Linked DNA regions of Pan troglodytes: region 2 is linked to region 1. The links are chromatin contacts, called in public Hi-C maps. All regions are on one chromosome and are shown on one strand. Each heading gives the region's core, a stretch centred on a gene start, on an enhancer-like site or on the middle of the called end of the contact. The rest is flanking DNA. Distances are from core to core; before and after follow the strand shown.

Region 1 (4,306 bases), core at 1,653-4,152:
TCAGAAGGAACAAACTCCAGATGCGCCACCTTAAGAGCTGTAACACTCACCGCGAGGGTCCGCAGCTTCATTCTTGAAGTCAGTGAGACCAAGAACCCACCAATTCCGGACACAATAATATTTTATTCTTACCAGTAGTCTAGCAAAATAAGCTATTCTTTTAATAAACCCTGGAGATTATATTTTGATGTTGAGTGAGTGTTTTAAGATAATTAGATTCACTTTTATCTGTTTATTCAGATTTCATTATTTAAATGTATGCATGATAGTATAAAGTCTTTCAGTTACAAAAAGAATAACAAATATATTATGTAACTTCTTCCTAATTGATAATTAATATTTTCACCTACAGTTTTTTATTCTGCCTGTAAAAATCTGCAATAAAATGAGGTTTAAATCTGAATTTGTGCTTACTTCACAGGGTTCCTGTTAGCTAGTGTGAGCAGGTAGTACCCCCATTATGTCGCTAAGGGGAGCCGTTGGTCCTTCATTACTCAGTAAACCAGTGCTGGCCTCTGCCTGGTCTGTGAAGCTACTTTCTGATTAGGAGTGGTTCATTATCATTTCATACTTGGCACAATTATGAAAGAACTCTGTAATCATTCAGAGAGACAGCAAAGCAGCTAGGAAAAAGAAGCCGATAAACTCAATCAGATACCTTGAAAACTTCTGAAGAATATTCAGCTGGCTTACAGCTCATCATCAAATCCTAACAACTTCTCTAACAGAGAAAGTAAAATTATGAAAATTCCATACAAGGAACACATTTCATTAAAGTTGAAAGGGAGAGTAGGTTAAGAGTTACATGATGAATGGCCCCAAAACTGCTTATTAAAGAATAAACGGCCATGAAAATGTTGTCAATCAACAAGGCCTACTTTTTACTTTTTTCTCTTTTTCAATCCAATTCAAAAAATCCTGGTTATACCCAGCCCTCACCAGCCCTCACCAGGAGGTTATATGAATACTGACAGATGAATTTTTGTTGGCTTGATAAACCCGTTTTGTAACTGCAGAATCTCAGCGCATTTGGATGTCTTCCCCCAATTCTAGAATCTTCTTGGAGCACATCTGCTCTCAGGGTCCCCGTGTTTGCTCCTGCACGCTCCATTTTTTATCAACCTCCTTTTTCCTCAACTCAGTTTCCAGGCCTATCTGTGGGTATCCTCAGTCTCACTTGAAGGTAAGGAGGATGATTCGTCGAAAACGTTTAACTAATGGATTTCTCACTTCTTTCCCCTGGAAGTCACGTCCCATAGCAGTCACTAGACCATTTTGGAAGTGGGGAAGGTAGATCAGAAAGAGAAATGTGGGCCGGGCGCGGTGGCTCACGCCTGTAATCCCAGCACTTTGGGATGCTGAGGCAGGCGGATCACCTGAGGTTGGGAATTCAAGACCAGCCTGACCAACATGGAGAAACCAAGTCTCTACTAAAAATACAAAATTAGCTGGGTGTGGTGGCACATGCCTGTAATCCCAGCTATTGGGGAGGCTGAGGCAGGAGAATCGCTTGAACCCAGGAGGTGGAGATTGCGGTGAGCCGAGATCACGCCATTGCACTCCAGCCTGGGCAACAAGAGCAAAACTCTGTCTCAAAAAAAAAAAAAAAGAAAGAAAGAAAGAGAAATGTGACCGGGCATGGTGGTTCACACCTGTAATCCCAGCATTTTGGAAGACCAAGGCAGGCGGATGGCTTGAGCCTAGGCATTTGAGACCAGCCTGGGCAACATGGTGAAACCCCTCTCTACCAAAAGTACAAAAAGGAACCTGGCACAAGCCTGTAGTCACAGCTACTTGGGAGGCTGAGGCGGGAGGATTGCTTGAGCCTGGGAGGTTGAGGCTGCAGTGAGCCATGATGGCACCATTGCACTCCAGCCTGGGTGACAGAATGAGATGTTAGCTCAAAGAAAAGAAAAAAGAAAAAGAGAAATGTTAAGAAAACTTCCATCTAGAAAGAGAAAGGAGGGACAATGGGAGCTACTGGCTCGTGCAGGGAACAGGCTGGAGCTCGGGGGAGACGGTAGAGAAGGGGTCTCTTAAGGGCTGAACTGTGTTCCCCAACTCATCTGCTGCAGTCCAAACCCCAGTGCTTCAGAATATGGCTGTGTTTGCAGGGGGCTCTTTCAAGAGGGGATCGAGGTAAAATGAAGTCATTAGGGTGGGCCCTGATCCAATCTGACTGATGTCGTAAGAAGAGGAAATTTGGACATAGAGACCCACACAGAGGGAAGACCATTGAGGACACAGGGAAAAGACAGCCATCCAAGCCAAGGAGAGACCTCACCAGAACCCAACCCTGCCAACACCTTGGTCTTGGACTTTAGCCTCCAGAACTGAGAGGAAATAAGTTTCTGTTGCTTCAGCCTCCTAGCCCATGATTCTTTGCTATGACACCTGCAGCAGACTGAGACAGGCCTGACTGTCCCTCCTGGCCACCGGGTTGTGGCCTGACTATGAACAGGCTGATGGGCGCTGAGGGCAGAAGCTCCCTTGTCCTGCTTCCCATTGGGATTCTGGGCAGAAAACCTCTTAGCATTCTTGATCCAACATGAGGTTCCTGTTAGTGTGCAATCCGTAGCATCACTGGGCATGGAAGGACACATCTTCAGCTGCCCAGTTCTCCCTCAGCTCCTGGGATGCCCGGCGGGTCCCTAATCCTGGCGTGGGCCACATGGAGGGTCCAGAAGGCCACTCACATGCGGGAGGATGAGCTGAGGGGGACAGTGGTTGCTATGAGGGAAAAACCTGGGCCCCATAGGCCGACACAGCAGAGCAACTGCCCCGGCTGGGGAGCGCATGGAGTCACAGTTGGCTTCCGCTCTTTGGAGAGGGAGGTGGGGCCAGGCCAGCAGGGAGACACTGGGCCAGCTGACCTAAGAGGGTGGTGGCAGCAGATGGCAGCAGTGATCAATGACCAGGGTGACAGTCACTGTGGCTTAGAGGCCAAGGACACCGAGAGCAGCACAGGCCCCAGCTGCAGAGCCCAGGCTTCCTTGCCCAGGCACTGTTGGAAGACAAGGGAGAGGGTGTGGGTGTGGGGTGCTGAAGGAGGGAGTGTTTTCCTGTCAAAGGCAAATTGCAGCAGATGCAACATTCCCTTCGGGGCACAGGAGGGAAACTATAGCTTTCCTAGGAATCGGCAACTTCCCATGCAAGGAGCCCAAGGGTGGCAAATGCAGCCCTGGATTCCAGGGCCAGCCGCCACTTCTGCTAAACTGCAAAAAAGTCCCAGGTGTCATCTGGGCACCATGCCCAAATGGTGGAATTTCACTACTGGGAGATGGCATAATCACTTGTCCCTTGTGAAATGTCCCCACAGTCCTTCTTCTTTTTTTTTTTTTCTTTTTTTTTTTTGATACAGTCTCGCTCTGTCTCCCAGGCTGGATTGCAGTGGCGTGATCTCGGCTCACTGCAACCTCCACCTCCCTGGTTCAAGCAATTCCCCTGCCTCAGCCTCCCGAGTAGCTGGGACTACAGGCGCACACCACCACACCTGGCTAATTTTTTTGTATGTTTAGTAGAGACGGGGTTTCACCATGTAGGCCGCACTGGTCTGGAACTCCTGACCTCAGGCAATCCACCCGCCTCGGCCTCCCAAAGTGCTAGGATTACAGGCGTGAGCCACAGTGCCTGACCCCCAATTTTTTTTTAATTTCCCTTTTCTCTTTTCTTTCTGTGTTATCAAATGCTAACTCCCCAAGGTGTCACCGAAACAATCTGTTGATAAACACACAAAGCCCTGTAGATTCTGACTCTAAGGAAGATGAGGCAGAGGCAGGAGGACAAAGCTGGCATTTTTATTGAGATGCTGAAGTCTGATTCCAGGTGGGTTTTCCCATTGAATGGGGCCTTGATTAGGCTTGGGTGAGGACCATGTTGTAATAGGTGAGGATTTCGGGATGACACAGCAAACCGGTGATTCTGAGGCAGGGTTAAAAGAGACTTGAGAGGGTTTGATGTTTTGTATTGAAAAGCTGATGGGTCTTTCCAGAAGACGCTGAAAAGATAAAGTTATCTACAGCTCTGTGGCAAGAGTTTTCTGGAATAGTAAACTCATGTTGACGAGGACAAACACGCCAGTGAAGTCACGTTCATGTAGACAGTGAGCTGTGTGGTGTAGACAGTCCCAGTTCTCAATCTGGTACAAGAAAGCCCTGGTCCAGAGGCGGATGAGGCAGCGTGGCCAAGCAGAGCTGGTCTGCCTGGGCTCTCCAGGGCTCTGTCGCTTATGGTGTGTGAGATTTGGGGATAGTTGCCTCACCTCAAGGCCTGGAAGATAGCAAGTTCTTGCTGTTAATCTTATCAG
Region 2 (4,594 bases), core at 1,057-3,556, 130 kb after region 1:
GAACATTTGAATTGTTTCTACTTTGGGGCCATTATGAACAATGCTACTAGGGACTTTTGTGGGTGTATGTTTTCATTATTTTATTGGGTGTTTACTTAGGAGTGCAGTTGCTGGATCTTATGGCAACTCTATACTTAACATTTTGAAGAAGTGTCAAAAGGTTTTCCAAAGTCACTCTACCATTTTATATTCCCAGCTCCCTCCATGGGTTTCATCTCTGTTTTCTTTCTTTAAACAAGGAATTGGCAAACTATGGCCCATGGGCCAAATCCAGCACACTGTCTGTTCTTATGAATAAAGTTTTATTGGAACGGAGATATAGCCATTTGCCTGTGTATTCTCTATGGCTGTGTTCAAACAATAACGGCTGAGCCGAGCAGCTGCAAATGAGACTCTGAGGCCAAAAAGCCTAAAATAGACACCCTCTGACCCTTTACAGAAAACGTTTGCCAACCCCTGCTTTAAACCTCTGTTGCCTTCATGTTGGGTCATTGCCATTGTTGTCTTTCTAGGGAAGCGGCCAGGTCAGTGCCCATGTAAGGAAGGTTATACAGGAGAAAAATGTGATCGCTGCCAACTTGGCTATAAGGATTACCCGACCTGTGTCTCCTGTGGGTGCAACCCAGTGGGCAGTGCCAGTGATGAGCCCTGCACAGGGCCCTGTGTTTGTAAGGTAAGTGGGGAGGTCAGAGACACCCCTGAGCTTCCTTTGAGCTTCTCTGGAAAAGGAGTGTTTTCCATTGGCTCCAATGATCAGTTCTTGAGCAAAGTGGTAAGGTTTAAGCAGAACTCCCCTTGCCCCTTCTCTCCAAGCCACACCGAGTTGGCTGTATTATATATGCTTGGACTCACATGGGCATCTGGCTTGCTTTTTTTGTACCTCTGGTAATGGTGATATATTCCAGAGGCATTTCTGTGACTTCTTAGAGGACACCAAACACTGCATACCTTTATATTCCCACCTCCTCTGTGGGCCTCATCTCTGTTTTCTTTCTTTAAACCAGGACTTGGTAAACTATGGCTCGTGGGCCAAATCTGACACACTGCCTGTTTTGTGAATAAAGTTTTATTGGAACAGAGCTGTATCCATTTGCTTATGTATTTTCTATGACTATGTTCAACCAATAAAGGCTGAGTTGAGTAGTTGCAAAAGAGATGCTGTTGACCCCTAGCTTAATTCTATGGTATTCTTTTCCAGCTTTGTATTCGGAAGAGAACCAGATTAACATTAAATTTCTGAGAACACCAATTAAACGCAGATATGCTATTTTGAGTGTCTCTTAAAAAGGAGTTGAATAGTCATAAGAAATGCATTAATATGGTGCCAGTGAGGGGTTTTATTTGGCCTTACAGTATTAATAACAATTTCTTCATAATTCATAGGACATTCCATTGTACCTATGTGCTTATTCCCACCTGTGCAGTCTTAGGCACATGTTATATACTACTGGAAATAATCTTGAGCATTTATGAATACGAGAAAATTCTATAGCTCTCTTCAGATTTTGAAATGCTGGCAAGATCAGTAAAAAATGAAAGATTTAAAACAAAACAAAACAATTTAAATGGAATGACCAAGTTCTAAGATCTCCAGCCTTGTTCTTGAGTACAAAATCAAATTATATATAATTCAAAATCTCTATTCTGGAAATATTGACTTTATGAGGCCTCACCTTTACTTTGGACGTTTATTCACCTGTCTCTGTGGATCACCGAACACCTATCTTGTTAATGTCATTTTATTCTCTCTGGACAGACACATTGGTTTCAAAAGCTAATCTTTTACCCTAACTTACAGGAAAACGTTGAGGGGAAGGCCTGTGATCGCTGCAAGCCAGGATTCTATAACTTGAAGGAAAAAAACCCCCGGGGCTGCTCCGAGTGCTTCTGCTTTGGCGTTTCTGATGTCTGCAGCAGCCTCTCTTGGCCTGTTGGTCAGGTGGGAGGCGCCATCTGCGAGGCGGGATTTAATGAGCAGGTCGTATTGCACAAGCTTGGCACGAGCTGTGTGAGGAGGAAATGAGGATGACTTCCCCTGTGACACCACTCTCATCGCTATGCAATGATACTGACGTGGGTCAAAGGCAGCCGTCTGCCTCTCAAGGTTCTTTATAGGTCATGTGTTTACTCCCACACACATTTCTATATAGAAAAAACAGGATGATGTGGCACTAGAGAACACGTCTTGTTTCAATTTCTTCTGTGGGGAAATGGATTGGGTGGGGAGGTCGGCTCTCCCTCCGCCCGCCCCTGCTGCTCTCAGGCCTGGGAGCCCAGAGGGCCGTGGGGCCATGGGGATTTTCCAGCTCAAAGAGGCTAAGGAGTAGGAGGCCCTCCAGTGGCAAGGGTGGGAACAGCGGCACGTGGTGTAGGGTTTAGGAATGCAGGCCAAGTTGTTTCCGGAACAGGGAGTTCTGGGGTGATGGGTTCAACAGGGGTGTCCAGTGGTGGCTAGGAGAGGTGGAGATGGTGTGATGGCTGCAGGCAAGGGAGGAGCTGCTCGGTAGGGACTTACCCAGCAGTGACTGCTGTGGCCACCATGCTGTGGGGAGTACCATCACCTCTATGTCGGTGACACATTGGGAGTATAAGATCTAGAGGTTATCTTTGTACATTTTTCAGCATTTGGGTAAAAAGCAGGGGGCAACGAAGAAGAGGGAGTCAGAGTTAGCAAGAGACATTTTGCTGAATGCGTTTATGATGTTCTTTGCTGTTTTAAATCTAAAATCTATACCCATGGCCTTTATGGTTTTGCTCATTTATTTGCTTACACTGGATCTGGATTTGGAGTAGTGAGACTTGTTCTCAGGTCCTCCTGGTCCTTTACAAGTGGAAGGGTCAAGGGTCATGAGGTTCAGCAGCCACAGGTGTTATGTTAATGCCGTCCCTAGAGAAGCTTTCTGGCCCATTTCTTCATTGTGAAAATATTAGTGCTGCACTGGGTGAAATCTAAGGTAAGTTCTATTTCATACTTCAAAATTCTTGAATTTGTTTTTAAGGTAAACAGTATGTCCGGGTGGCTGGTCACCGACTTGATCAGTCCCAGGAAGATCCCGTCTCAGCAAGATGCACTAGGCGGGCGCCATCAGGTCAGCATCAACAACACCGCGGTCATGCAGAGACTGGCTCCCAAGTACTACTGGGCAGCCCCCGAGGCCTACCTTGGAAATAAGGTGCGTGTGACCCTGCAGGTAGCGATGTCTCAGATGAAGATCTCAGGGAACACTGAGAAGGAACTTGCGCTGCTTGCATTTTAGGTAGTCTCATAGGGCACCTGAGTGTTGGACAGCATTTCATAGCCTGTACTTGGATCTGATGATACAAAGAAGGTTTTCTAGCCTTGTTAAACTTTATGTTGTATTATTCAAATAAGAACTTCTGCTCTTCTGGTCTGGTTCCTGAGCAGTGTGTTTGGTGAAGTCTCATCCCCCTCTCTGAGATAAACTTTCTGGGTCCCTGGATCACTTGTTTATGAAGTGTTCCTCACATTCCCGCTTTGTTTAGTTTGCCATAGGCTCAGCTTAGAGCCTCCATGGCTTAGTGGAGGGCCTGGCATACAAGAAACAACCCAGGGAAGGTTCCAGCAATGGGACTGCTGTGCTGCTCCCTCACTTTGAGTACCATGGCAGGCTGTGCTCATCTGAAGCTCACATTTAGGAACAGATGGAATACTTTCTGCTTTTGTTATATTTCAAGAAAATGCAAACTGGTGATTCTGCAATGTGGAGGTTGGTTTGTAAGCTTGGGCCTTCCTTGCAATGATGTGTTCCCATTCCCCATCCCCAGTTATGCTGCATCTCTCCAGATTCTGATTGATACGAAAATTTATTCCCGAGAATGCATCTCAATTATTATAGCTCCCTGCTTACCTTCCCGGGTTCTTTGTTTTGTTTTGTTTTAAAGTAATGGCATACAGGCATGCTAGTGTAGTCTTGTAGCTTGGTACGCTTCTATTTAATTTGATGATATTTTCATTTTAAAACTTGTTTTGTATATTTTTAAGGAGTATTTATTTTTGAAAATTATTTTTTCATCAAATTATAATCCTAGAACATGTGCTGTATTTATATGATTTTATCAACAGAGTTCAATGATTTTTTTTCTCTTGATATCACTTCTCCAATTTTATGGTGCAAAGTTGGGTTCTGAACAATATATTGCTGTCATATACCCATCAGAAAGAAAATCTTAATTTTATATTGAAGGACATCTAATCAGAAGAAACACCTTTAGTCCTTTCTCTAACTAGCAAATCAGACATATTCTTTGTTGTCCTATGAGGAGGATGCTGAAATGAAAATGTGGAGATTGCAGACATGGGTCAAACTCCTCATCCCCTAAATTACTTAAACGAAGTAAATATCTATTGTGTGATTAACAAAAGTTTATAGTAATTTGCCTTGTGGTCTCTAACAAAGAGTACATTTTTCTTCTGTGCTTTCAAACAGTGTCCTACATGTTGGTGATATTGATCAACCAAAATGTTTATGAATATATTCCCCTTTCACTGCCTTTAATGTGAATTTCCTTGTCTGTCATGGTCAAGGGGATAGTTGTAGCCTAGTTGTTTGCAGATGGATCCCAGTGACCACTT

Evidence for each region. Hi-C and Micro-C count contacts between places; a contact is called where the count stands out from the background.
Region 2: a contact with region 1 is called in a Hi-C map of induced pluripotent stem cells, with 3 times the contacts expected there. The contact joins two enhancer-like sites. A contact is called at or near these places in 3 of 7 Hi-C or Micro-C datasets (induced pluripotent stem cells and stem cell-derived neural progenitor cells).

The regions. Positions count from the first base shown.
Region 1 is chr17:23,717,714-23,722,019 of NHGRI_mPanTro3-v2.0_pri, forward strand. No RefSeq gene overlaps it. Among named protein-coding and RNA genes, the nearest start is that of LAMA1, 56 kb to the right of the region's middle. Within about 2 kb of position 2,903, at least 2 of the 24 cell types and tissues checked have an H3K27ac peak or open chromatin away from gene starts, as enhancers often do. A contact at or near this core is called in induced pluripotent stem cells, where this site is marked.
Region 2 is chr17:23,851,810-23,856,403 of NHGRI_mPanTro3-v2.0_pri, forward strand. It overlaps LAMA1 (laminin subunit alpha 1), which reads left to right. Exons shown (of 63, transcript XR_010152023.1): 10 at 513-673; 11 at 1,799-1,939; 12 at 3,000-3,173. Among named protein-coding and RNA genes, the nearest start is that of LAMA1, 78 kb to the left of the region's middle. Within about 2 kb of position 2,307, at least 3 of the 24 cell types and tissues checked have an H3K27ac peak or open chromatin away from gene starts, as enhancers often do. A contact at or near this core is called in induced pluripotent stem cells, where this site is marked.